Linked DNA regions of Mus musculus: all the other regions are linked to region 2. The links are chromatin contacts, called in public HiCAR-type and HiChIP or PLAC-seq maps. All regions are on one chromosome and are shown on one strand. Each heading gives the region's core, a stretch centred on a gene start, on an enhancer-like site or on the middle of the called end of the contact. The rest is flanking DNA. Distances are from core to core; before and after follow the strand shown.

The links. HiCAR-type assays count read pairs that join an accessible place to other places. HiChIP or PLAC-seq counts read pairs in DNA pulled down with a chosen protein or histone mark.
Region 1: a contact with region 2 is called in an H3K27ac HiChIP or PLAC-seq map of bone marrow-derived dendritic cells, with 5 times the contacts expected there. The contact joins the enhancer-like site here to the promoter of Actr3 in region 2. A contact is called at or near these places in 2 of 39 promoter capture datasets (hippocampal neurons and pre-B cells) and 3 of 115 datasets of contacts at active chromatin or transcription factors (the NIH/3T3 cell line, bone marrow-derived dendritic cells and large pre-B cells).
Region 3: an H3K27ac HiChIP or PLAC-seq map of bone marrow-derived dendritic cells shows a contact between it and region 2, with 9 times the contacts expected there. The contact joins the enhancer-like site here to the promoter of Actr3 in region 2. A contact is called at or near these places in 1 of 39 promoter capture datasets (pre-B cells), 6 of 115 datasets of contacts at active chromatin or transcription factors (bone marrow-derived dendritic cells, cardiomyocytes, microglia and 3 more) and 1 of 9 other capture datasets (liver).
Region 4: an H3K27ac HiChIP or PLAC-seq map of acute myeloid leukemia shows a contact between it and region 2, with 12 times the contacts expected there. The contact joins the enhancer-like site here to the promoter of Actr3 in region 2. A contact is called at or near these places in 1 of 39 promoter capture datasets (pre-B cells), 1 of 484 Hi-C or Micro-C datasets (LSK cells) and 4 of 115 datasets of contacts at active chromatin or transcription factors (acute myeloid leukemia, bone marrow-derived dendritic cells, large pre-B cells and 1 more).
Region 5: a HiCAR-type map of astrocytes shows a contact between it and region 2, with 4 times the contacts expected there. The contact joins the promoter of Nckap5 here to the promoter of Actr3 in region 2. A contact is called at or near these places in 6 of 39 promoter capture datasets (the 3T3-L1 cell line, 3T3-L1-derived adipocytes, cranial neural crest and 2 more) and 7 of 115 datasets of contacts at active chromatin or transcription factors (astrocytes, bone marrow-derived dendritic cells, extraembryonic endoderm stem cells and 4 more).
Region 6: a HiCAR-type map of astrocytes shows a contact between it and region 2, with 4 times the contacts expected there. The contact joins the enhancer-like site here to the promoter of Actr3 in region 2. A contact is called at or near these places in 4 of 39 promoter capture datasets (the 3T3-L1 cell line, hippocampal neurons, liver and 1 more) and 3 of 115 datasets of contacts at active chromatin or transcription factors (astrocytes, large pre-B cells and stem cell-derived neural progenitor cells).
Region 7: an H3K27ac HiChIP or PLAC-seq map of thymic regulatory T cells shows a contact between it and region 2, with 7 times the contacts expected there. The contact joins the enhancer-like site here to the promoter of Actr3 in region 2. A contact is called at or near these places in 2 of 39 promoter capture datasets (the C10 cell line and pre-B cells), 1 of 484 Hi-C or Micro-C datasets (the MNK3 cell line) and 3 of 115 datasets of contacts at active chromatin or transcription factors (the NIH/3T3 cell line, large pre-B cells and thymic regulatory T cells).

The regions. Positions count from the first base shown.
Region 1 is chr1:127,346,589-127,350,285 of GRCm38.p6, reverse strand. The region is part of intron 4 of Mgat5 (mannoside acetylglucosaminyltransferase 5); the gene reads right to left. Among named protein-coding and RNA genes, the nearest start is that of Gm23734, 27 kb to the left of the region's middle. Within about 2 kb of position 1,500, at least 70 of the 459 cell types and tissues checked have an H3K27ac peak or open chromatin away from gene starts, as enhancers often do. A contact at or near this core is called in bone marrow-derived dendritic cells, where this site is marked.
Region 2 is chr1:125,434,142-125,437,698 of GRCm38.p6, reverse strand. It overlaps Actr3 (ARP3 actin-related protein 3), which reads left to right and starts at 1,972. Exons shown (of 12, transcript NM_023735.2): 1 at 1,972-2,414. The coding sequence starts at 2,371.
Region 3 is chr1:127,240,390-127,243,903 of GRCm38.p6, reverse strand. The region is part of intron 1 of Mgat5 (mannoside acetylglucosaminyltransferase 5); the gene reads right to left. Among named protein-coding and RNA genes, the nearest start is that of Mgat5, 37 kb to the right of the region's middle. Within about 2 kb of position 1,578, at least 117 of the 459 cell types and tissues checked have an H3K27ac peak or open chromatin away from gene starts, as enhancers often do. A contact at or near this core is called in bone marrow-derived dendritic cells, liver, microglia and 4 more, where this site is marked.
Region 4 is chr1:127,218,165-127,221,713 of GRCm38.p6, reverse strand. All of the region lies in intron 1 of Mgat5 (mannoside acetylglucosaminyltransferase 5), which reads right to left. Among named protein-coding and RNA genes, the nearest start is that of Mgat5, 15 kb to the right of the region's middle. Within about 2 kb of position 1,918, at least 74 of the 459 cell types and tissues checked have an H3K27ac peak or open chromatin away from gene starts, as enhancers often do. A contact at or near this core is called in acute myeloid leukemia and bone marrow-derived dendritic cells, where this site is marked.
Region 5 is chr1:126,828,585-126,832,025 of GRCm38.p6, reverse strand. It overlaps Nckap5 (NCK-associated protein 5), which reads left to right and starts at 1,394. Exons shown (of 17, transcript NM_001081756.1): 1 at 1,394-1,709.
Region 6 is chr1:127,423,253-127,426,663 of GRCm38.p6, reverse strand. All of the region lies in intron 12 of Mgat5 (mannoside acetylglucosaminyltransferase 5), which reads right to left. It overlaps Gm51746 (a long non-coding RNA gene), which reads left to right. Exons shown (of 6, transcript XR_003948718.1): 2 at 1-12; 3 at 741-795. Among named protein-coding and RNA genes, the nearest start is that of Gm51746, 13 kb to the left of the region's middle. Within about 2 kb of position 1,438, at least 137 of the 459 cell types and tissues checked have an H3K27ac peak or open chromatin away from gene starts, as enhancers often do. A contact at or near this core is called in astrocytes and stem cell-derived neural progenitor cells, where this site is marked.
Region 7 is chr1:127,320,474-127,324,000 of GRCm38.p6, reverse strand. Mgat5 (mannoside acetylglucosaminyltransferase 5) reads right to left here. Exons shown (of 18, transcript NM_145128.3): 4 at 3,236-3,397. Among named protein-coding and RNA genes, the nearest start is that of Gm51747, 22 kb to the right of the region's middle. Within about 2 kb of position 2,185, at least 71 of the 459 cell types and tissues checked have an H3K27ac peak or open chromatin away from gene starts, as enhancers often do. A contact at or near this core is called in the MNK3 cell line and thymic regulatory T cells, where this site is marked.

The DNA.
Region 1 (3,697 bases), core at 251-2,750, 1.9 Mb before region 2:
AATTTATGCACTTGTCTTGAGATATTTTTCTTAAATTGACAGTTGTGGTCAGTCAACTGCCAAAGCCGTAAAATGGTTTCTTTTGGGAATTTTGTCTAACTTAATTACATATTGCTTCTGATGTGTGTGTGTGTATGTGCACAACACAGGGAGTGTGTAGAGAGGTCAGGGGACAAGTTGTGAGAGTTGGTTCTCTCCTTCCATCATGTAGATCCCAGGGATCGAATTCAGGTCATTAGGCTTGACAGCCAATACCTTTGCCTGCTGAGTCATCTTGCCAGTCGTTAGTTTTTATTTTTTCCTGAGGATTTTCCAAGCTTTTCCTTCCACGATATTTTAAAGTCCTGCCTCCAAACACTAAGACTACAGAAGGAACAATACTGATTATAAAGCCTACAATCATAATTATTATCTAACTTGCCTTGACTGGCTTCTATTACTGTGGGAATATTTTTTTCCTCATTCTAATCAAATATGAAATCTAAAATAGATAGAAAAAGAAAGTGAAGAAAAATAACAAACAGACGACAGAGAAGGTAAAGTTAAATAGAACAGATTAGCATCTGCAGACTAAGATCTGTCATAGAACTCAATTTCCACTCTCCTGTACTCTGGATGAATAAAGAAAGCGATTTTTCTTCCAGGTGACAAAAAGAAGGAACTTCCTAGAGTGTAACGGAAGAGCACAGCAGAGACAAAGAGAAGGGGGAGAAATGAAACCTTAAGCTTTAGTCATAAACTACTAGGAGGGGGGAAAAAGACCAGTACTTAACCTTCTACCAATAAAAATGGGAGCCTAAGACATTAAGAACAGGAAACACACAAGGACTAACCAAGTGAGCCAGGCAGCCACTCCCTCAACACCAAACCAAGTCATTGATACTTAGTGCTTATTTGGTGTCCACGATTCCAGGATTTGTCTCCTAATTCCGAAATATATTTTATTCATAGTACCTTTCTAAATTCTGTGCCCTTTTATCAGGAGGCCATCCTCAGGTCTCTGAAATATAGCCACCTAGAAACAGCAACCGAAATGGCTCCCCAGCGTGGTGCAATGTAATGATTTTTTTCTGGTCCCACCCTCCCCTCTCCACCCTACCTCTTGGCCTCAGTGGCCAACCGGGCAATGTACCTCTCACAAGAGATAAAATTCTGGTCAGAACCAACATGCTCTGTCTGTGTGGGGGCAGTCAATGTTAGGAGATAAAACTCTGCTCTCTGAAGACTCTCACCTCTCTGGTTCCACCTCCCACATAAAAGCCGTAGCTGGTTTTGGTTCCCAGTTCAACTCATCAAAGACTTTCGAGCTTGGAAACTATGCTGTGAAACTATGCAAGCCATCCATCCCACCCTGAAGCGAAATTAACATCAAGACAGGGGAGTACTTGTTGGGCTAAGATTAAGCAGCTGAACCAAAACAGAGTCTTAAACTTGGCACTGTCTGAGCTTCCTGAAACAACTGTTGTTGGGTATCTGGGGCTGCCCAAACAGAACCGTTGATGGCTTCAAGTGAAACCCTGAACAGTTCTCTTTCTGGTTGGCTCACGCCAAGAGGCAACAAGCCAGGAGGCAGCCTGTGCCGTTGTTCTTTGCAATCCCCTGGGAAAGTCTAGATAATAAATCAAGATGGAATGAATCTTTAGTAGAGTGGTAATAAAAGTACCTATTAACATTACAACAGAGACAAGCAGGACTAAAGAGGAGAGCTGATGACAGGGATACACTGTCAACACCATCAAGACTTTTCCAATTATAACTTATTTCCTATCTCTACTTCTTAGCTGTGGCCTATATCAGGATTCCAAAATATCACATTTCCTCTGCCTGAGTTGAGAGAGCCATGTAGCTGGTTGGGCTACCACACTCCCAACTCCACTGCCAACTATAGCAGACACTTCTAACATAATCCAGCAATAGCCAACTCATGGGAACTTTAACCACAGATGCTAGATATTTTTGGCTCTTTCCCTGTTCATTTCCAGGATCTGTGAACTAATAAACAGCCTCAAAATGTCAGTGAACATCTGGGGCATCCAGAAGTATATTTCTTGGATCTGCCTCTTATAAAACCACAGCCTGCAGCCTAAATCCCCACAAGAGTCCTTGACCAGCAGTGGCACACAGTGCAGATAAAGGTTACTGTAGGTCACTATGGTGGTTAGTCCTTACTGGTTAGCCTGGCTGGATTTAGAATCAGCATGGAGACATGCCTCTGGTTGTATCTATGTGGGTGTTTCCACAGAGGTTTAACTGAGGAAGGAAGTCCCACCCTGAATGTGGGCAGAACAATCCTATGGTCTGGGCTTCTCGACTAAATAAAAAGGAGACAGTGAGTTGAGTACCAGCATCCATTTCTCTGCTTCCTGACCGCAGATGCACTGTGAACGGTTGTCTCCTGATATCATGTCTCTCCTGCCATGATAAGCAGCATCCTCAAACTGTAAACAAAATAAGTTCTTCCATCCTTATGTTGCTGCTTGTCAAGTATCTTGGTCACAGGAAGGAGAAAAGTAACTAATTCGTGTGTGTGTGTATGTGTGTGTGTGTGTGTGTGTGTGTGTACACGTAATTCTGTCCCCAGAAACAGGCACATCATATGCTGAGTACTTCCACTTAGCAGTTTCTGAGGCAAACAAAATTCCAAAGTTGATGTTTTTATACCAAAATTTAGAAAATGAGATAAAAAATGTTAAATGAAAATTCCGGGACTGAGGAGATAGTTTAGCTGGTAAAGTGCCTGTCACGAAAGCATGTGGCACCTGAGTTTGATCCCTAGAAACCACATGAACATCCCGGGTGTGACATCATGTGCTTACAATCCTAGTTCTGGGGAGGCAGAGCCAGGATACCTAAAGCTCACTGCCCAGCCAGGCCATCCTAATCGGTGAGCTCCGTCACCAAGGAAGCAGATAGCCTTCCTAAGAACGATGCTTGGGATGGTCCCCTGATCTACATACTCACATGCAGACATATACACCTGTACACACACACTCAGGATGAGGGTTTACAGAGGACAGTGAGTGTACTAGTTGTCAGCCAATGAGAAATGAGAAATGAAATGAGAGCAGATGGGCACCCGACAGAAGGTAGATGTTATTGCTAATGCCCGCAGGCCTGGGTTATTTTCCTTGTCATCCTTAAGCTGGCACCACAGCACAAGTAGCCAGCCCAGTGCTGGACATTGGGTGTCCATTGATAATGCATCCATTTGCAATTTATTGAATCCTCGGACATTTCAATTTTCCTATTTTCCACTCAGTGAACAGTAACCCTTAGAATATGCATGTTATGAAAACAGGTGAGAGAGACAAGGGTATACAGTGGTACCTCAGTGATTCATAATGAAACCCAAGCAGACTCCCTTTCATGGCTAAAGGACTGCATTCACTTGGAGGCATACCTGCCTGGTTGCTATTTTTATATAGACAACAGATAAAGCCCTATGCCAGGCACACACATCTGGGCAAGGTCCTGTACCTCCTTCTTCTGAAAGCTATTTAGAGACTTCAACATGAAGAATGGCTGCCCAGGCCCCTGACTGCTCCTAGCAACTCTGGTGTCTGACTCAACCACCAGAAGTTTCAAAAGGCTGCAAGAGCAGAAAGGCGTGGAACTGGCTTTGATAATGACCTCGTGGAGGACCCCTGGGGGAAGAGGGTCAATGACCAGAAAATATAGCCAAATTAGACATCCCAGG
Region 2 (3,557 bases), core at 723-3,222:
ATATAAGCAAACCTAGATTAGCCTGCTCAAAATATGCTCTCCAGTACAGTATGGCACAGGGGGTATGGGGGTGACCAAACACTTTTGGATGAGGCCTGCTCTTCAGAAGGGAATTTAGGCAGATTATGCTAAACCTGTCCAAACCTCCCATGGTTTAGGCCGTCACAGGCTGTATAGGGAAACCTGTTGCCCTACTCAATAGACCTGTTGTAATATTACCTTGTAAACACTGATATTTCTACACATATCATGCTGAGGGTAGGTGACTACTGACCATCAGCCTTAGATGGTCCATCTATGCAGACCCTCACCACTCCACAAAGCTCGGGGAGCATCATGGAGGAGGGGATGGGGGTGCATAGAAGATGCTGTCTTCTGGACATGACACAGATTTTGCAGTTATAGTTTCCTGAAGATCTAGCCAAGATCAGTCAGCATTTCAACCAAACTGACTGGATTCAGGAGATTACCAAAAAATAAATGAAAATCAGAGGGGACAGGAAGGGAGGAGGAAGAAGAGGAAGAAGAGGAAGAGGAGAAAAGGAGGAGGAGGAGGAGGAGGAGGAGGAGGAGGAGGAGGAGGAGGAGGAGGAGGAGGAATACATTGGGATATCCAGGGGAGCCAGAGAGAAGGTTCTGGGTAAATTCAATCAAGATATAGCATTTACATGTATGGGATTGCTAAAGAATAAATAAAAGACAAGCCTGTTGGGAAGGAAAGCTATTAACTTTCCAGGTTCCTGCTGATGAGAAAGTAAATTCTCAGGTTCTACTGCACATTGATTTTGCCTAATCCCCTGGGAGATGACCCAGCAACATACTTTAAGCTTTCTATGTTACTCTGATGTATTCAAGTTTTAAAAGTATTACTTTTTAAGTCTGTGATGTAAAAAAATACATATCTTTTTCTCATCTTTCTTTCTTTTTCTTTTTCTTTTTTTTTCCAACTAGAAAAAGTTGGTATCACGTTAACAGCACTCCACAGAAGGAAATTCATTGTCACTTCAACCGGAATAGAGGCCACCTGCACAGAGTCTATTTTGTAGAACACAACCTCTGGGACACTGGCCTTTCTTAAAGGCCGGAGATAATCTCACTACTCTTGAAAGAAGTTTATCATCACCCCAAAACCCAAATAAAGGCCATTTGTACAGGCTATGTAGAGCATAACCTCTGGGAAACTTGATTTTTTAATTTTTGTTTTATATTTTCTTATGAGGGGGAGGATGTGCGCAAAATCAAAGAACAACTTGTGGGGGTCTTTTCATTCCTTCCAGCATGTGGATCTCCAAGGGCTCAAACTCAGGTTAGTGAGTGCAAGCATCTTTACCTGCTAAGCCATGTCACTGATCCAACACTTGCCTTTCTTGGAAGACACACAGGAATCCCCAAACCCTGAAGAAGGTGGGTTTGTTATTGTTCAACCTAACGTCTTGGATCCTTGCCTGTCTTAAAAGCAAAGGCCCACCATTTTGGGGAGCTTGCAAACTACAATGCAATAGTATAACTGACATAAATCTCAGGACACATCCCTTTTCTGACTGCTCACCTACAGCGATTATGGGGACATGCCGCTGACCACGTTTCCAATTAGCCCTTCACCCCACAGTAGAAAGCCTCCTGCCCATGGCTCAAGTTAGCAGAGAAGAAACACACTCAACACCCACCACCACCAAAAGCCAGCTTCCTAACTAAATAACTGCCTGACTTCTGGGCTGCCACCGGCCAGAAAATGCGAACTGGAATCTTCGCAAGTCGGAAGCGGAGCCGCGACCCACAGCTGCGCGCCACTGCGCATGCGTAGCCGCTTCTGGACCCCCTTCAAGCTCAGCTTGGCTTCTGGGCTTCCAGCTATTTGAAAACCCAAAGTGGACTTTCTGGCTATCCGGAAGGGAGCCGGGGCCGGGCGGCCGCACAGTACATCGCACGCACGCGCGCGCGTGCTCGCTCCTCCCACCCGGAACCGGAAGTGGGAGCGATCGCGGCCTGGGGCCTGGCCTGGCCGGGGCGTCGGCAGCGGCGGCCATCTTGGCTCCCCGCGGAAAGGCAGTGCGAGGGGGAAGAAGTTGTAGGGTGGGGGCGGGAGCGAGGAGGAGGAGGAGGAGGGCGGAGAGCGGAGGGGTAGAGGAGGAGGCCGCGGCAGGGTAGGGCGGGGACAGCCAGCCTGCCGGCCGGCCAGCCTGCTGGGCTTGCGGAAGTACTAGCCGACTGCTCACTCGCTCCTGCTCGGGCTTCCCACAGCTCCCTCCCTTCCTCCCTCCCTCCCGACCGAGGGCGGCCCGGGCCGGTGCATGGTCAGCCAGCTCCCATCTCTAGCTCCCCGGCCTCTCAGCAGCACGGAACGGACGGCAGCGGCGGGCGAGGAGGAAGATGGCGGGACGGCTGCCGGCCTGTGTGGTGGACTGTGGCACGGGGTACGGCGGGTCTTCGGGGTGGGGGAGACTGAGGCCGGGGACGGGCGGAGGAGGGAGATGAATGGGGGGAGCCGGCCAGACTGGCGAGGGGTGGTGCCGGGAGCCTCCCGGGACAGAGATCTTTTCCAGGCCCTTCCTTTCCGAGGAGGCCGTCTGGCCCACCTGGCTGTCCTTTCCCTTCTCTCCCCTTTGCTGCCTGTGAAGCAGGGCACCCACCGAGGACCTCCAGACCTAGGAGCAAGGAAAAGAGAGAGAGAGAGAGAGAGAGAGAGAGAGAGAGAGAGAGAGAGAGAGAGAGAGAGAGAGAGAAGCGCTCCTTGCAGATTTTGCAAGATCGCGGTGACAACTCTCGATCTCTTAGGGCGTGTGGGTGGGGAGAGCGACGAACCAGGCTGTGAAAATGGGAAGCTAGCATGGGGGGCTTTTGCAGCGGACCCACGCGCCGCCTGGTTTCCGCCCACACCCATTCGTAGCCATCTCCCACTACCCATTGAACCAAGTCAGTTCCAGCGAGGAGGATCTCACGGGGGTTATAGCTCTTGCCTCAAAAAAGTCCCTTGGTGAGCAAGCGCGCTGCAACTTCCTTAGTTTTGTCAAAGCCGCTTCCTGCTTTCCGTCTTTTATAGCCTTATAAGGTAGTTTTTCGTCTCGAACGTTACCACGTCTTATTAGAACTTTCAAAATTAAGCAGGTTGCATAAAGAGTACATTATGAGTGGTAGGTATCAATATGTCTGAACTAGAAAAAAAAATGTTCTTGTGTGTCCACGGAGGGAGACAGAGGGGAGAGAAGGGACGCACCCTGGAACCTAAACGTTTGTTCACGTTCGTTTTGTGACTGTGTCTTGAAAACTGAAAGGGGGTATAAAGGAATGTGTTTGATTTAAAGTAATTGTTTCTGATAGTAGTGTGGTTGACTAAAATGACTTTAAAGTAGTGGTTTTGTATTAATGAACCTTGTCAAGAGTTACAACTTGCTCTGGGTAGTGACCTAGAGAGAAGACTGTACATTTTTTTATGTTCTACGTTGAAATCCTTGGTGGAGGAAGAGGCCTGTCTGATCTCGAATCCCCCAAATACATCAGTGGTTTTGAGGATAGTTGCCAACCTTTTTCCTCTTATTCTCCCTACCACAGTTATTTAA
Region 3 (3,514 bases), core at 329-2,828, 1.8 Mb before region 2:
ATCACCGCCCTCAGATTCCTACCTCTTAGAAAAGCTCACATTTGCTGACAGACACCACAGCCAACAGACCCACCATGATCCTCATGCTCACCTTAACCATCTCCTCCCTAGGCTCCTACAGCTCCTTAAGTGGCTGGGTTTTCTCCAGACTCACCCTACTCCCTCCCAACATATTCCTCAATCCCTGCCAGGTGTACTCCCAGGAATAGACAGACAGACAGACAGACAGACCATTTCACTTTAATAAAGAGGTTTTGATAACACTTTATTTGATAACACCTCTGATAACAGACACACACACTACACACACACACCCCTACACATCCCTTTATACTTAAATAAAGAGGTTTAGATAGTGCCTCTCGAAGGCCAGATGCTGGCCACTAAGGCCCTCTGATTCAAGGTCTGCTTAGCTCAGTGGTTCTAACATAACACCCCCTATCATTTGTACATTATCTTCCTGGCCCCACCCTCCTCACTCTGCATCCTTGCCAAACTCTATGTCTCTGTGCTGTTTCCACCTCTCTCACTTGGTGTGGACACTCCTCTACGCAGACTCAGCAACCAGGGAGGACATCTATTTCTCCTTAACTCTGACACAGCATCTCACACAAAATTCACCAGAGATATTTGCCAATCCACCAAATCTACATTTTTATGATTTTATTTACTATTCTGACAGTGGACATTCAGACATGTCTGAATGAACTTTAATGAACATTTTCCATGTTTAACACTTCCAAAGCTTGGTTTAATCTCCAGCCAAGTATTGGTAATATTGGCATCCAATCCCTGGGTGTGTAGAGGTTGGGAAAGCCAGTAGTAACTGTTCTCACCACGTGCTTCCTGCCCAGCAGGAACTCAGTAACGGTTTCAGCGCTCCTGACCCTTCCTATTACTAAGCTCTCTTCAAGTTTCGTTTCTGTTACTGTGATAAAATAACACACCACCAGGAAGAAAGAGTTTAAGTCACAACTACAGGTTACAGTCTATCCCTGTGGGGGGAAGGCATGATAGCAGGAGCTTTGAATCGACTTAGTCACCTCCACAGTAGAGAGAATCGAGAAATGAATGCATGCGCACTTAGTGCTCAGCTAGCTTTCTATACTTTTACACAGTTCAGGGTCTAAACCAGGAAATGGTGCTCGGACACAGTGCGCTAGCTGGGTCTGCCCACATTCATTCAGGCAAGCAAGACAATACTCCCAGACATGCCCAAAAGCCAGCCGGATCTAGACAAGACAATTGAGGCTCTCTTCCCCAGGTGATTGTAGGTTCTGCACAATTCGCAATTAGAAATAACCATCGGGCCCCGTAAGGGGACGATGATGCTTAGCAATGCCACAGGGTAGGAAGCAGAGTTCAAATCTCAACTCCTCAAATCGTGGTTGTGGGACTTTGGGGAAATTTTAACCCCACCACTCAGCTGCTGTGCAGACCTAAGTCACTCACCAAAGCAGCATGTTTGGAGAAATGAGCCACTTTCTGGCCACTTTCTCCCACCATGATCAGAGACTGCTATGACATCAGTAGACGATATTATCTTGTGGGACGATACAGGATGTATGATACAGACGGGTGATAATGTCACTGTGTGGCTATGTGTGGCATTTCACTATAACTTCATCTGTAAAAGGAAAGTCAGCCTCACCAAGCTTGGATCCTCTGGACATGCAGGAAGCACTCTTAACGGCTGAGCCATCTCTCCAAGCCTAAGATTATTACTCTGCCTGCCACTGTCAAGGATTGAACCCAAGCTCTCTCTGTGCATGCTATTCACATGCTCTGCTGCTGAGCTATCCCCAGCTCTACCAAGAACACACGAGTCCTTACTGTCCCTGAGCACCAAATATCCATGTGACACATACTTTACACGTGACACCAGAGAAATCTTTCCTGCATGATGCACTGCTATTACAGGATATATATATATATATATATATATATATATATGAATGATGGTTCTTTTCAATTAAATATTAAAAAAAACTCAAACAATTAAATGAGGAAATATCAAGTTTTGGGCAGCTTTTGGCAGTTCTAAGGGATCTGACATCATTTTCCTGCCTCCACGCCATAACACTCATGTGCCCCACCCCTCATCCAGACACAAGCACAAATAATCATTTAAAAAAATTTTTTTAATGGGGTCCAATTTTCTGTTATTCCTTGTCTTGGGATCTTTGCTGACAGCTGACAAGGTTGACCACTGAAATGGGAGGCTGGTGCCTAATGATCACTTGAGCCTGGAAGTTGAAGGCCAGCCTGGGCAGTATAGTGAGACTCTGTTGCAAGAAGAAAAAAAACAGAAAAGCAAGAAGAATATGAGGAGGAGGAGGAGGAGGAGGCGGTGGCGGTAGCATAGGAATGTGAGCCCTGCTGCTCCTCTCGATCCTGTTATGGCCACCGTTCAGTTCAATCCTATTTAGTAATGAGTACTTACTTACTCAGTTAACCAACTAAATCCAGGGGGCTTGCTACTTCTTCATTTAATTGTTGGAAGTTCTTTTTTATCTCTATTTCCCTCTTGCCTTCACTTCTTCCCTCCCCCCTCTCCATGTGTGGTGTATGGGTGCCTATGTGTGAGTGTGTGATCCTGTGTGTGTCCACCAGTGTTCGTGCACCAGTGTGTACACACTCGAGTTCACTTGTGGAGATCAGACCTTTCCAGTAAGATAGACTGTTAAGCAGACTATGTCAGTGTTTCCTTTTCTTCAATCTATGATTAAAACCATTCTAACAACCACAACAAAGGCCCAAAGAGTTAAACAAGGAATTAAAAACAAGGATTTGAAATAGATATTCATGATTGTTAATCTCTTTTGTCAGTTTGAGGGGGGTTTAGACTCTCCAAGGAACTACACATCAGGGTGTGTCTTTGAGGGTGTTTCCAAAGTAGTTTCACTAAAGGAGAACCTACCCTGAAGATGAGCAGGACTTTCCCATGGGCTGGGATCTTAGGGAATAAAAAGGAGAAAGTGAAAAAGGAGACAGTGAGATGAGCCCCAGCATCCATCTCTCTCTGCTTCCTGCCTGTGGATACAATGTGGCCAGCGCATCCCACCCCTGCTGCTGCTGTGATGATGTACATCTGACCTGGGAGCCAAAAGAACCTTAGGCTGCTTCTGTCAGTTACACTGCCACAGCAACCAAAAAAACAAAAAACAAACAACAAAAAAAACAAACAAAAAAACAAACAAAAAAACAAAACAAAACAAAACAAAACAATATATCAAAGCAAACTATAATCAAATGTGGCAGGCCCGTGAAAGAGACCTCTACCATCTCACACTTATTTTTTTCTTCTAGACAGTCTCCCCTAGCCCAGGCTGGCCGCCTGCCTCCACACCCTGAATGCTGAGAGGACAGACATTCAACACTAAGCCCAGTTTATGTGCTTCTGGGGATAGAACGCAAGACTTGGTCAACGCCAGGGGAGCACTCTGCCAACTGAGCTCCATCCCTGGCCCTCGTCACATCCTCAATCGGAAGAGAACTAAATTCTACTACTCTA
Region 4 (3,549 bases), core at 669-3,168, 1.8 Mb before region 2:
TCCTACAACTCTAGACCCACGGAGCCCAACAACTTCTTTTAGCCTCTAAGGCACCTGCATGCACATGGTACAAGACAGACACACAGGCTCACACATACACACATAAATAGAGACAAATAACTCATTAAAAATATTTTATTAACAAAATGAGCAGCTGGTGATAGGAGGCTGATGTCTTAGGGTTTTACTGCTGTGAAAAGACACCATGACCAAAGCAAGTCTTATAAAGGACAGCATTTAATTAGGGCTGGCTTACAGGTTCAAAGGTTCAGTCCATTATCATCAAGGCGGGAACATAGCAGCATCCAGGCAGACATGGTGCAGGAGGAGCTAAGAGTTCTACATCTTCATCTGAAGGCTACTAGAATACTGGCTTCCAGACAGCTAGGATGAGGGTCTTAAAGCCCACGCCCACAGTAACACGCCTATTCCAACATGGCCACACCTACTCTAACAAGGCCATGCCTCCAAATAGTGCCACTCCCTGGGCCAAACATATTCAAACCACCACACCTGACTAGTTTTTGTTTTAAGCCAATAAAACTGAACATGATAGGCAGAGTCAAAGCTGATAGATGGTAAAGGCAAGTATCATTCACAAAATCTGTACTTGCTGGTACCAGTGTGATTCAGAGGCTATGTATTCCGTACTGTAGATTTTTAAGGCTACCTTATCAATAGGTAATAATAAGGATGGCAAATGTGTGCTTCTGTGGGAAACTGCTCAGCATTTAAAACATCACATTGTCTTGGTTGTGTTAAATGGTGGGAATGGACAGATAAAATGAGAAGTTCTTGGACATGAACCATAACTGTAAATTAATTAAGGGGGCTTGGGGGGGGATTATAGAAGTAGTTCAGCTGGTGGACCATTTGCCTAGTATGTGTCAAGCACAGGGTCCCATACCCAGGAGTAAGGTGGCTGGCACATACTCATAATCCATCACTGGGACGACAGAGACAGGAAGATCAGAAAGTCAAGGTCATCACTGGCAACAAACCTAATTTGAGATCAGCCCCCAACGACTGCGAGACTCTGTCTCAGCAAATGAATATGGGCTGCCGAGCTGCTTAGTGGGGAGAAGCTCTGGCCACACAAGCACCATGACCTCAGTTCAGTCCCTAGATCCCCAGGGAAAGGCCAGAGACAGGAGCCTGAATCTGTAAGCCCAGCACCCTACAGAGAGATGGGAACAACTGCGAGCTCCAGGCCCAGCTGTCCAGAAGTACTCGGCACAGACAGAAACAAGAAACCTTGTCTGAACATGACAACAGTAGAGAGCTGACTCCCCACAAATTCTCTGACCTCCCCACATACCCTGTTGCACTCTCAAGCACACACACACAAACACACACAAACACACAATGCACATGGGATCACACACACAATATACACATGGATACACACACACACACAAATAAATACATTTAAAAATAAATAAAAGGTTGGAGAGATGGCTCAGCAGAGAAACCACACTGGGCAGCTCATAAACACCCTCTTCTGGCCAGCATGGGCACAAAGCCACAACATGGACACACAATTTAAAATAAATAAAAGTTCTTAAAAAGTAATATAAAATTAAAAGGGGGGAAAGGCATATTCAATGAGACATTCTTAGACCTAAAGAGCAATCAGAATAGATTATTCATTAGGTATAAGTAATACACAATGGTCTTCCACAGGACACAAAAATCAGTCCCTCTGCCCTTTAAGTATCTCTTACGATGAGGCCATCAACTGCGACAGAGGCAATTCCCCTGCAACTCAGTGACTGGAACCACATTAGTATTTGCAAGTATGTACAGATGGGCAGGGAGGTCCTGGTAACCCAGGCCAGGCTGAACTGATCTAAGTGATACTCAGGCAATCATGAGTAATGGAAGGGTCAGAAGAAGGCTGGTTGGTCTAGGGGAAATCAGGAGACATAGCCTGGTTCACTCCCACGAGGCTAGCCTGGGCATGTTTCTCACCTTTGCACCAGGGCTCTGAGACAGCAAAATGAGTTATAAACAAAGCAACCAGAAATGCACAATGCTATTAAAAGTTGCTTATACACGGGACTTGGGAGATCCTGCTGACCACAGCAAGCCATACAGCACCACTCTACAAAGAACAGAAGCTACCAGGAGGCCATTAATGTAGAGCCATTAGTACAATCCAATTACTACAGGCAATATTTATTTTCATAAAGGAGGAGAGATTTTACATGATCTCAAGTTTTTCCATGGCAAGTTCTCATTTTATTTTTTTGCATGACTACTTGTAAGGAAGAAAAGCAAAGTGACTAAGAACATGGGCTTTGGTGCCCTGGCTCTGGCCCTCGTGACTAGGTGACCTCAGACACACATCTCCAGAACCTCTGTTTTCTTAATGACAGTGCTCGGAACCATTGTGTAATGAGGAACATGCACACGGCTCTGCCTGTGGCCTCAGCAGAACTCAAACCTTATTTAGATAGCAATGTATGTTGGAGGAGACTGATGTGTGTCTGCTTCAAAAGACAGGGAAGGACCAGTGAGTGGCTCAGCAGGCAAAGACACTGCTGACCGGAGCTCTAGCCCCTAGACCAACATATTAAAAAGCCAGACATGGTGATGTATATCTAGAATCCCAGCACTCCTAGATAAGCACAGGAGGCCAAGAGAGTAGAATATCTGAGACAGTCACAGATAGGCAATCTAACCTGGAATCCACAATAGGGAAGAAACAATGGGAGAGCCCTTGCTCAGCAAGGTGGAAGGCGAGAATACTCTCGAATGTATGTCCACATACATGCCATGGTACACCCACACTCCCACACATCATACATGCATGCACACACAATATATATGCATAGATATATACATATACATACATACACAAACAAGGAAACAGGTAAGTTTCCTATAGTGGCAATATGAAGGATAGTTCTTTTCCAGAGTTTTGAGGACCTTGGGTTAGGAAAAACAAATGGCCCCTGAGGATATCCAGTTTCTCAGCCCTAAGCCCTGTGTTGGACTACCTCACGGGGAGAGGAGGTGTGAAAACATCAGGATCTCAATGAGGATGATGCTGCTTATACTGTGGTCTGAAGCCAGGGGTCTGAGAAGCAGGCGAAGCAGCAGAGGAAAGGATCTAGCTCTAGTACCTGGTTCTGGAGGTCAAGGCACAAGCTTCTGGATGCTGCTGGAAGCTACACGTGGTGAGGATGTGGATTCTGTCCTAAGCGTCCAGAAAAAAATAGGGACCTTGATCTTAGCAGTGAGACCTCTCTCTGTGTTGGGAGTTAAAGGAAAGTATGGCTTCTGGCTACAGGGTTCATTGTTGTCTCAGTAGCACAAGAGAGATGGCAGTGACCTTCGAACAGCTCCACTTAAAGGCCGACAACAGAGAAACAGGAAAGTCTCTTGAAGTTACTGGACTGGAAAGACTTTCTAGAACTGGGAGCACACTAACCAGGCATAGACCTCACTTCGATCCCTAGAACCCGCTCTAAAAAAAAAAAAAAAAAGTCATTATGGTGTACACCTGTAATCCAGCGCTGGGGAGAAGGAGCATGCGTGTGTGTG
Region 5 (3,441 bases), core at 145-2,644, 1.4 Mb before region 2:
AGAATACTTGGGGTGCTTGCCTCGTTCTAGGTACCCCACTAAAGGCAGGTGCTCTGAAGGAGGGAGGTCATTAGGGCAACCCAGAAAGCCTGGGATTTTTTAATCTGTAAGCCCACTTGAGATATACCAATAAATCAGCCTCCTGGAAAATCAGCAGTCTAGAAAAAATGTGAAGGCTCTTCCATTTATCTCTTGTTTTATCTGACTTATGGTTTGCTTTGTTATTCTATTTTTTGAGACATTTATGCATAAGTGTTTGTTATCTACTGTTTAATGTCATAATCTGCCTAAGCTATCATTTTTTTGAGTAACATTTTTTGTATGTATATGTGAGAGAGAGTTCACACTCGCACTTGTGTGAGTATATGCATGCCCATATATATATGCATATATATATGCAGAGGCCAGAGAAGGAAGCTGGGAGCTCTCCTGTACCTCTTTCTGCTTTCATCTCGTGACATGGGGCAGCCAGCAAGCCCCAGCTACCCTCCTACTGAGATTAGAGGTGTACAGAACCACACACGGCTTTTTATGTGTCTTCTAAGGATTTGAACCCAGGTCCTATTGCTTGCCTAGCAAATGGTCTGACCCATCCAAGCGATCTCCTAGACTCTTCTTCACTTGTAATATTTTAAATTCTAATCAGGCTTATAAACACTGTGCGCTGATGATTATCTATTTGGATTCACGGAGAATTTATTTGAAGCTGGATCTAGCTGAGAGGTCACCAAGAAAGAAAGAACTTGAATAACTGTCTTTCACTCGGGAAAATATCTAGTGTGGGTTCTGGCTAATGAATGAGGGTGGAAAAGTGCTATGCATCTCAGGGGCTCTTTGAAAGTGAAAATTACTTGATTTAGCTTTTCAGGAAAACCAAATTATGCATATGTCCCTCCTGTAAGGCTGTACAAAATCAATGTTTGTAGAGAGCAGAACAGGGGCCGTAATAAGTCACCCCTTTCAGAAAGTACTCCCCTACCTGCAGGGATTCCCGCCCCCTTCGTTTTGGCTTTTTTTAGATGAATGAAGAATTTTCTCCACAAATTATTAATTATTCCATCTTGGCTATAGAACTCCGTTCCTTGTAGTTCAGTAGGAGTCAGTGCTATTCAAACTGCCGCTTTTGATGAAGTAATCGTCCGCTTCTGGGGCCTCTTTTCAGCTGCCCTGGGCGTGCGTCCCATGTAAACGACTGCCAAATAGATTCTTTCGACATTCCAGCCAATTAAAATACATTTAAAGTGCAGCTGGTGGAAAGGCAAGCCGGGCGATCCCGATCACGAGGAGAACTTCGGGGCAGTGAGATAGAAAAACAAACTTTGGGGCTCCCACGAGGCAGCGGAGAAGTCAGAAAAGGGAGCTAGCTACCTCTCACGCTACCCTCCAACCAGAGATGACACCTGGATCCCCACCTTAAAAGACACCAAGGAGGGAAGCCTGCTTGGGAGGGTGTGAGTTTTTCCTCTCTCTTGTTGCCTGTGGAAGCTGAGTGTTGGCTCGGTGCCCGGTGTGGTACTGCATTCAAACGCCCGCAGAACACAGGCGTGTTTGTTAAGCAAGCCAGTGATCAAAAACTCCTACAGGAAGATCCGAGAACCCCCCAGGAGCCCTCCTGGGTAGCACTAGGACTTTGGATGGAATGAGACAGAACCCCGGAGCAGGCTAACGGTGGCGGAGCAACCAGCTGGCCTGTCTGCTATGCCTTTTAGGTAAGGATAGAACTTTTCTTTGCTTCGCTTTTTGTCCCACTGCGTGTGGACTTTGATGTGGAGAATTAAGGTTACTGTGCTCAGCAGGAGCAGTGCAGTGGTCTGGACTTCTGATTTGCAGGTCTGCGTGATTTTTCTGGAGGACTCCGAGGAGGAGCCACTCAGTGTAAATACATCCAGGCATCGCTCAGCACGTGCAGGCTGCGTTGGCACTCACCATGGTGCCTTTGCGCGTGTGGCTCCCTGCTATTTTCTTCCGGTGCTTGCTTTGCGAGAATCCAGGTGTGTGGGGTTTCACAGTGAATTGCTTCCTCCTCGGAACCTGTAATTGCTGTCTAATGCCTGTTTGAGTTTTAGTTCCCATTTCTTGTCGCTGTTGTCTCCTTCCTGTGGTACCAGCGCCACACCTGTACAATCGAGCAAAGTTTACTTGGTTCTCTCTCTCTCTCTCTCTCTCTCTCTCTCTCTCTCTCTCTCTCTCTCTCTCTCTCTCTCTCTCTCTCTCTCTCCCCCTCCCTCCCTCCCTCCCTCCCTCCCTCCCTCCCTCCCTCCCTCCCTCCCTCCCTCCCTCGCTAATATCCAAACAAACCTAAGCATTTTGCTTTCCTAAAGAAAAGCCAAAATGTTTGGAAATGTCTTGGTAAATCTTGATTCTTTTTTCTGCTTCTGGAGTTGTTCCTTCACGGGCTTTCAGTTCAAGCTTTTCTTGGGCTTCAAGGAAACAGGTACAGCCCTGATATCTTGGCGCTGCTGTTCAGTCAGCTCCCAGCTCAGGGGTCCCAAGCTCCTGCCCAGTTCATACAGCTGAGAACACCAAGCAGATGTATAATTGAGCACTGGGCATCAATTCCTACCCACCAGTTGCCAGATGAAAGATGTTCAAGGATCTTGACTGTTTCCTATCTCTGGTTGTCATGGTTGGCTCATTCTGGCTTTGACTTTGTTCGCCGTGAACAAAGAATCTCGCACGTTTCACGGTGAGGGATTGTGTTGCAGAGACCTGAGCGCTGCTAAATGTGCTTTATTAATCTCTAACGTGCCAGTAGCTCAGAGCCCATGCCAAGTAGAGACTTTCCAAATTTTTTGGAGCTACCTGCTGCCAAGATAAACAGCGGTTGGCCCCAGGAGGGGTATTTTAAGGGATCTTGCAACAGCAAAGTTTTACCCATTAAGAGTGGCGAAAGTCAATGAAGGAAATACTGAATAGAAGAAGTTTCAGGGAAAAACCTGACTCAGCTCTCTACCCATTGAATGGACCCAGTGGAGAGAGTCCATCCTCTCATGAACAAAGGACTCTGGGTTTCCTGTGGGCAGGCAGTGACTTTGCTATATGTACACATAGAGCTCTGTTTATGATAGAGGTGAATGGAGACATTCGTGAACACAGATACTTTCCCTGCCTGTGGCAGTGCCAGAACTTGGAGGGAAAACACGGCTTCGTGTGACCTGTGCCTGTCCCATACAATGATTCCACCCTCCACCCCCAACAAACACACACAGAAGTCCATATGGACCCAAATGCAACTTTGTGTTGAATCATGGGAAGAAAGACCTTGGGCAATAGAATGGTAAGGTAATCTACGGCTCAGTTGGCAGGTCCCTGAGAGTGAATGGCTTCTCCAGACTCTGAGTTACTCACCAGAGCAGAATGAGGGGTACCATGCTGGTTCCTGGAAGGTGGGGAGAAAGCCATATATTCCTGGGAGACTCTGACTTTAGACATATATTCCAT
Region 6 (3,411 bases), core at 189-2,688, 2.0 Mb before region 2:
ATTACCACTCAGGTATGTAGCACAAACAAATCTGGTAAGAAACACACCCAATGCTTGATGTATGTTACATAATGAAGGCTTTGAAAAGTGAGGTACCCCACCCACCCAGAAGATTCTTCAGTTATCTGCAACCTTCCAGCTCAGAATCCTCAATAGTACCTTCAAAGGCATCATCACACATAGCACCACAGGTTGGCAACTTAGTCTTTCATACAGGGGCCCCTGTGGCTATTTCAGATATAAACAATAGCAATAGTCATAGTTACCAGCTACTGAAGACTATCTGCAGCAAGAAAATGCAGTGTGCATGCTTCTAGTTTACAGTATTCAGACTTGTGAGGTCTCCTTGTATCTGTTCAGCAGGTGAAATTCAAAGAAGTTCGTGGGTTAGGGGCAGACGTGGGATGTACTGGTCAGGAAATGATCTTGCAATCCCTTCTCTAATGACAAACATCTCTAGTCTGGAGGCTGCTGTGGTTTGGAAGGTTAACACAGAATCTTAGCCTCTGAGAGGTGTGGAAGCTTCCAGAGGTAGAGCAAGGGAGGCAGCCATGTCCAGGGACAGAGCATGGTAGGTAGCTATGACTCCAGGGAGGGTAGCTTAGAGAGAGGTTTCTGTGGGTCTCACGAGAGCAAGCAAGGGGGGGAGGGGGGAGAGGGGGGAATGACTGACGGGGTCTTCCTAGCTTCCTGTCTCATCATGAGTTGTCTCACTACCTCGACTGTTCTGTTGCTCTTAGGAGGTCACCTGCCATCTCACCTGAGCTGAGCAAAAACTCTGGACTCTCCAGAACTGTGAGTAAAATAAACCTTCTTCCTTTCCAGATTACCCAGGCCAGGACTGGGTTTCTGTGATAGTAACAGAGCAGAAACTATATAGACACTGTTCTTGCCTGAGGGGAAAAAAAGCTTACAGAAAATATTCCTGAGAACCTGAGTAGAAACACTATATACTACAGCAAACACTTCTTGACTTTATTATTCTTATAGTCCTATGACTTACATACCATAAATGTCTTTTTTTTTTTTCATACATGACAAAACTGCCTTGAAAATGCCTTCCCCTCAGACACAGGGCAAGAAGACAGTCAAAGCCTTTGTCTCTTCTCCATAAGAGCACAACTCTAGTATGTAAGCTGCCTGCTCTTTCTGAACCTTTGGGTGAAAAAGCCTTGAGTGTTTACAGAAAGGGCTGGCATGCCTCTCATGCTCCGCCCACCCCTCGGCCCAGTTCTATTTGAATATTCAAATTTTATTCTCTGGAGATACTCACCGTGTATTTCCCCTGGCCTGGGTTTGGCTGGGTACTGGGGATGGTGATGGGGGGGGTTGACCAATTAGAGCCTTGTTTTCAAAAAGTCCACAGCCCAGTCCATGTGGCCTCAGGGCAGGAGTCCTGACTCCATTAGGATGGGCACCACTTCCTTATAGTGAGGCTGGCAGGCTGTCCCTGCCTCTCTGACTCATCGTCTCACTGCCCCCACCTCCTCAGTGTGTGTGTGTGTATACAGGAAACAGTCTTTGCATCCCTGATCCAGCTGGCGATGGGAAGTTCTAGAAAAGTTACAGATGTCTCCTCACCAGGACTAGGAACTTACACTGCCAGCTCTGGGTATGTGGCTAAGCCGTGATTCATCCATCTTTTGGGTCACAGCCACAGCAATACTCTCTCTTATTTTATTCTTGAAAGACTCAAACTGGAAGGGACTACTTGATTCTAGAGAGGGAGTAAGAACAAGTCCCGAAAAGATAACAGAATATTCAGAACAGATATATGCAATTCTGAAAGGCCCTGGGTATAATATTTCACAACTGCAGTACCAGACCAGTGCTAATTCATTACAGCAAAGCCTCAATGCACAGGGCAGAGCTGAGAGGAGCCAAAGAAAAGATGACTTGAGCAGGGGATGGGAAAGTGCAGGAGAGAGAGAGTGGGAGAGCAAGGCCGGAGGGGCTGGTGAAGGGGGTGGGCAGCTACACACAACCGCAAGGATTTAGACAGAGAGGGGTAATTGACAGCCAGCCCAGTCTGCATGAGGAGCCCAGGCACCTTAGCAACAGCCCCTACTTAACCATGCCCCTATGGCAGGCCTAGTCTACAAACCATTGTCTCAAGGAAGTCAGAAGACCCTGAGTTGTACTGAACGCAAGCTGGTGATAGGACTTGGAAACACATCCTGTTCTGTCTCTAACCCTCTACTTAAAGCTTGCGTGTGTATGAGTATGGGTACGCGTGTGACACAGTGTGTTCACGGAAGCCCCGGGATCAGCCCTGGCTTGAGACAGGGTCTCTATTGAGTAAAGCAGGCTGGGGCTGACTGCAAGTCTTGTGGGAGTCCCATCTTTCCATCAGGGCACGAGGACTAGAGTGGAGAAGGCTTCTGAGTGGGCTTTCTATGCAGGTCTGGGGATGGAGCCTGGGTCCTCCAATCTGCACAAACACTTTTTAGAATGAGCAATTTCCCCAAGCCTAAAGACCTCTTCTTGTAACTGCTGTGTAATCTTGATCTAGGGTTCTACAGATGCTTGTGGGGGGCTCTGGTGAATGAAGCCAATTAGAGAGGAATTTCAGACAATGAACCTTCCTTAGCCTTTACTTCTCACACACTAAGTCTTAAGCTTACACTAAGCTCTGACCTTATAGTCCCCAGCCTGCCCTCCCTCCCTCCCTCCCTCCCTCCCTCCCTCCCTCCCTCCCTCCCTCCCTCCCTCCCTCCCTCCCTCCCTCCCTCCTTCTTTATGTTACAAGAGCTACTAGTGAATTAGACACTAGATCACTGTATCCCAGAAGTGCGTTTTCAGTGCCTCTCCAGGCAACGCTCTAGTGGCAGCTGCAAAGGACAAACATTTCCCGGTTCCACAACCATTTTTCACAGAGATTTGGGGTGGATTTGGAGTCCAATGGCAGAGAGCAAAAATACTGGCATGCTTTCTCATCTGGGGCAGGGGACATACAGTGCTTCTAAGGCCTTGCTGTGACAGAGGGGGCCGGCAGCACAGGGATCTGGTCAAGGGCTGTGTTAGAATTAAGTCCATGCCACCTGCTTGGAATATGCTCAATGGACCAGCAGCATTCACAATGGCCAGGTCTCTTAAAGGAGCTGTTGGAGTCCCCTCTGCCTCAGAAATCAAGAGTAAAGAGACAGATACACAGACACATGGAAAGCTGTGAGGAACATTAAGAGTTTTGATGGTGGGAGTTCTTTCCTCAAAACTTGTCCAAGCTATTGGGATTTGGAAGATGAGCCAGGAAGATGCGGAAGAGAAGTCACGGGTGAAAGCCCATTTCCCTCAGACCAAGGGCAGTAGCTATATAGTTCATGCTTCAATTCAAATCTTATTCTTGTAACAGGCCTTAGCCTCCAGCTGCCTCAGGTATATGTATATACATCTTCTGTGCATAGGTACACA
Region 7 (3,527 bases), core at 936-3,435, 1.9 Mb before region 2:
ACTGGGAAGTAGAGGAATAAGGATAAGAAGTTTGGAATTGCCAGTTTGGTGCCACACATCTTTAATCCCAACACTTGGGAGGTATTGACAGGTAGATCCTGAGAGTTCAAAACCAGTCTGGTGAACAGAGTGAGTTCTAGGAAGCCAGGGCTACAGAAAGAAACCCTATCTTGAAAACCTAGATGGATGGAAGGATGGATGGATGGATGGATGGATGGATGGATTGGGGGGCGGCAGCTCAGAGAGTCTTGGTTGAATAAGACCAGCCTAGGAAACATGAGACCAGGTGGTAGTTTGTCCCTAATAGTCTTTGGCATTAGGATAATCTGTCTCCAGTTGATGGCACTGTTTGGGGAGGTTGAGAAGGTGTGGTCTTGCTGGAGGAAGTGTATCACTGGGGGCAGGCCTTGAGCGTTTAAGGACTAGAGCTCTTTCTAGGGAACTCACTCTATTTCTTGCTCTAAATCAAGATCTGAACCCTAAGTTTCTGTTACACTCCCATGCTGGCTGTCACTCTTCCCTACCTTCTCTAAGTTGTCTTGGTTATGGTGTCTTGTCAAAGTATCAGGAAAGCAACTAATACACAGCTTGTCTCAAAACAAAGTAATTATGATCCTGAATTCACTATTTCTTAAATTTAAAAAAATCAACATCATGCTAATGTTTTTTCTTTTTTAAAACTATGTGTATGTGAGTGAGTATGTACACGTGGGTGCAGACGCTCACAGAGACAAGAAGAGGGCACCAGGGCCCCTAGAACTGGCGTTAAGGTGATTATGAGTGACCCACCATGGGAACTGGGAGCTGACCTTGGGTCCTTCACAAGAGCAGTACATACATCCAATCAGCGAGCCACCCTGCCAGCTCTTCATTCTGGGGTTTGTATTATATTAAATCCACTAAATATTGGAAGCACATCCGTGGTGGTCCCTATAAAGATGCTTCAATCTGAGTCACTAGCTTCCAGAACGAGCCCCTCAGACCCTTGTTAGCTGACTTAAAGTAGCACAGGACCCAGGTCCAACAAGTATCCCACTTGAAAGCATTTACACCATGGCATTCCAGAGTTCACCCACAATGTGTGCCCTAGGATCTGATACTCAGGAAAAGCAGCCTCTCTCTATATCCTGGTTGCAAACTTGGACAGCTAAAGGCCACAGGGTCACACAGCAGGGAGAGAGTGATGGCATAAAAGTCTAGCTAGATCATGGGCTGATCATAGAAGAACAAACCTAAAAACAGGAAGAAAAACATCCTGCGGGCTTAGAAAATGGCTCAGTAAAGTGCTTGTCTCAAGCCCACAAGGACTTCATATACACATAAAAGCACCTGCAGTCTCAGAGCTGGGTAGGTAGGGACAGGGGGAACCTTGGGGCCAATCAGGACAGCCTAGTCAGCGATCTGGCCAATGAGAGACCCTGTCTCAAATAAAACTGAAAGCAATTGAGGAAGGCATCCAATGTTGGCTCCTAAGCTCCACACACATGCAGAAGAATAAGTAGCACATATCTACACACACACACACACACACACACACACACACACACACACATACACCATGGGAGGGGAAGAGAAAGAGGAAGAGGCAGAGACACCATTCCATCTTTCAAATCAGATACCACATAACCATGATGAAGTCAGTCAGGAGCTCTCCACAAGCTCCCCCCCCCACCCCCCCGTGGGAGTGGGCGTTGAGAGCAGAGCCTGGAGAGGCACAGCGCCCACTTATTAATAAGCAGCTCAACACAGTGGGAGGTTTCCTTGTCTAATTACAGAAACTGCTGGAAATGGCAGGGAAGACAGGATTTATGGCCTAGATGACACTGTCTCTGTGTTGTAATTAAAAGTTATTTTTCACACTTTGGTGAGATGCTGGGATTATTCGAAATATAGTTTGTGAATTAAAACTTGCACAATGGCAAAAAGCCAGAGAAAAAGGTAATCCACCCAGCTTGCCTAATGCGAAGCATTCACTGTTTTTGACACCAGGAAAGGTAGGAAAGGGGAGAGAAAAATCTCTCCCACTTTTAGGTCCATGAGAAAAGAGGTTCAGGTCACAGGAAAAGAAGGGAGAGGAAGCAGCCTTTCTGTATCGCTTTGTTTGTTGATTATACCCCAGTGTGGCCTGGAACTGGCCCCGTGGCTGCGGGTAACCTTGAGTTTCTGATCACACTACTTCCTCCTCCACCTAAATACAAGTGCAGAGAGGGTGGTGTGCACTGCCACTCCCTGTTTTAGGCATTGCTGGGGATAGGACCCAGGGCTTCCTGATGACAAGCATCACTCTGTCAACTGAACTCCATCCCAGCCCCCTAACCCAGACACTGTTGCATATGCCAGAAAGGTTTTGCTGAAGGGACCCTGTTACAGCTGTCTCGTGTGAGGCATTCTGTGCAGTGGCAATGCCTTAGCGAGGTGGGAGAGAAGCTACACAGGCAATGAATAGCAAGTCGCCTTAACTTCCAGGATCTTGGGGTTTCCATCTATCATGCTGGCTACCTAGCATTTATTTTTATTTCTTGAGACAGACTCTCACACAGCCCAGGCTGTGCCACGGAGATGACCTTCAATGTCTGACCCTCCTCTGTGGAATGAGAAATTCTTTTACATTCTTCCATCTTTTTCCCCCTTTTTTTCCCTATGAGTTTAACCATTTGTGTCTATCCGCCGCCGCAGAGAATTTCTTTTACGCTCTGTGTTACAAAACAGCGCTACCTCATCATCTGTAAAAATTCTTCCAGCTTTGGCCCTTCCACGTTTTAGTTTCCTCTTCCAGCCGGGGAGGGGCTCAGACTCAGGGAGTAGCTGAGGATGACCTTGAGCTGCTCCGTGACCTCCACTCTCACAGGCTGGGATCGCGGGAGTCCATGTCCACACCAGGTTTACTAACATTGAGCAGGCTTTGGCATCTGACAAGAGGTGGGAAGGGAGAGTACTCATCTGGTGGGAGTTGTTCTGATAACCTCTGTGCTTCCTTTCATCTATGTTCTGAATCTTATCAGCACAACTCAATTCTGGGAGCTCTTTATCTGCCTGGGTGTCAGAGAATTCCCCAGTTATTCGGAGACAACCATAGAGGTCTCCCAGTATCTGTTATTAAAAAATAAATGTAAAGCCTGCCTTCATGACACTCATGTCAAGTTCATGGAATTTTTATTGCACCAGTAAGAACCTTGGTGCTGTGGTTTTCAGAAGGGTTCATTCCCATGGCTGGGCATGGAACCGCCATCCTTACCTGCCACATTAATTTTCTCAAGCGACACCAAGCTGGGGACAGCCGTGGTGGAGTTGGTGGAGTTCGCTCCTGTGCCGTTGACCAGATTGTCCACCTTTGACTCGAGCTTGCCAATGCGCTGCAGGATGTTATCCAGCAAGACGGCGAGCGTTTTCTTCAGATCTGGGAAAGGAGAAAAGAGAAAACTGAAAACTGCTGCAGGCTCTGCAACGCATGGCCAACCTGTGGCCTGTGTGCACCCTGGATACATTCCAACATAGCCCAACATGAACTCATAAACACAAAACATTGG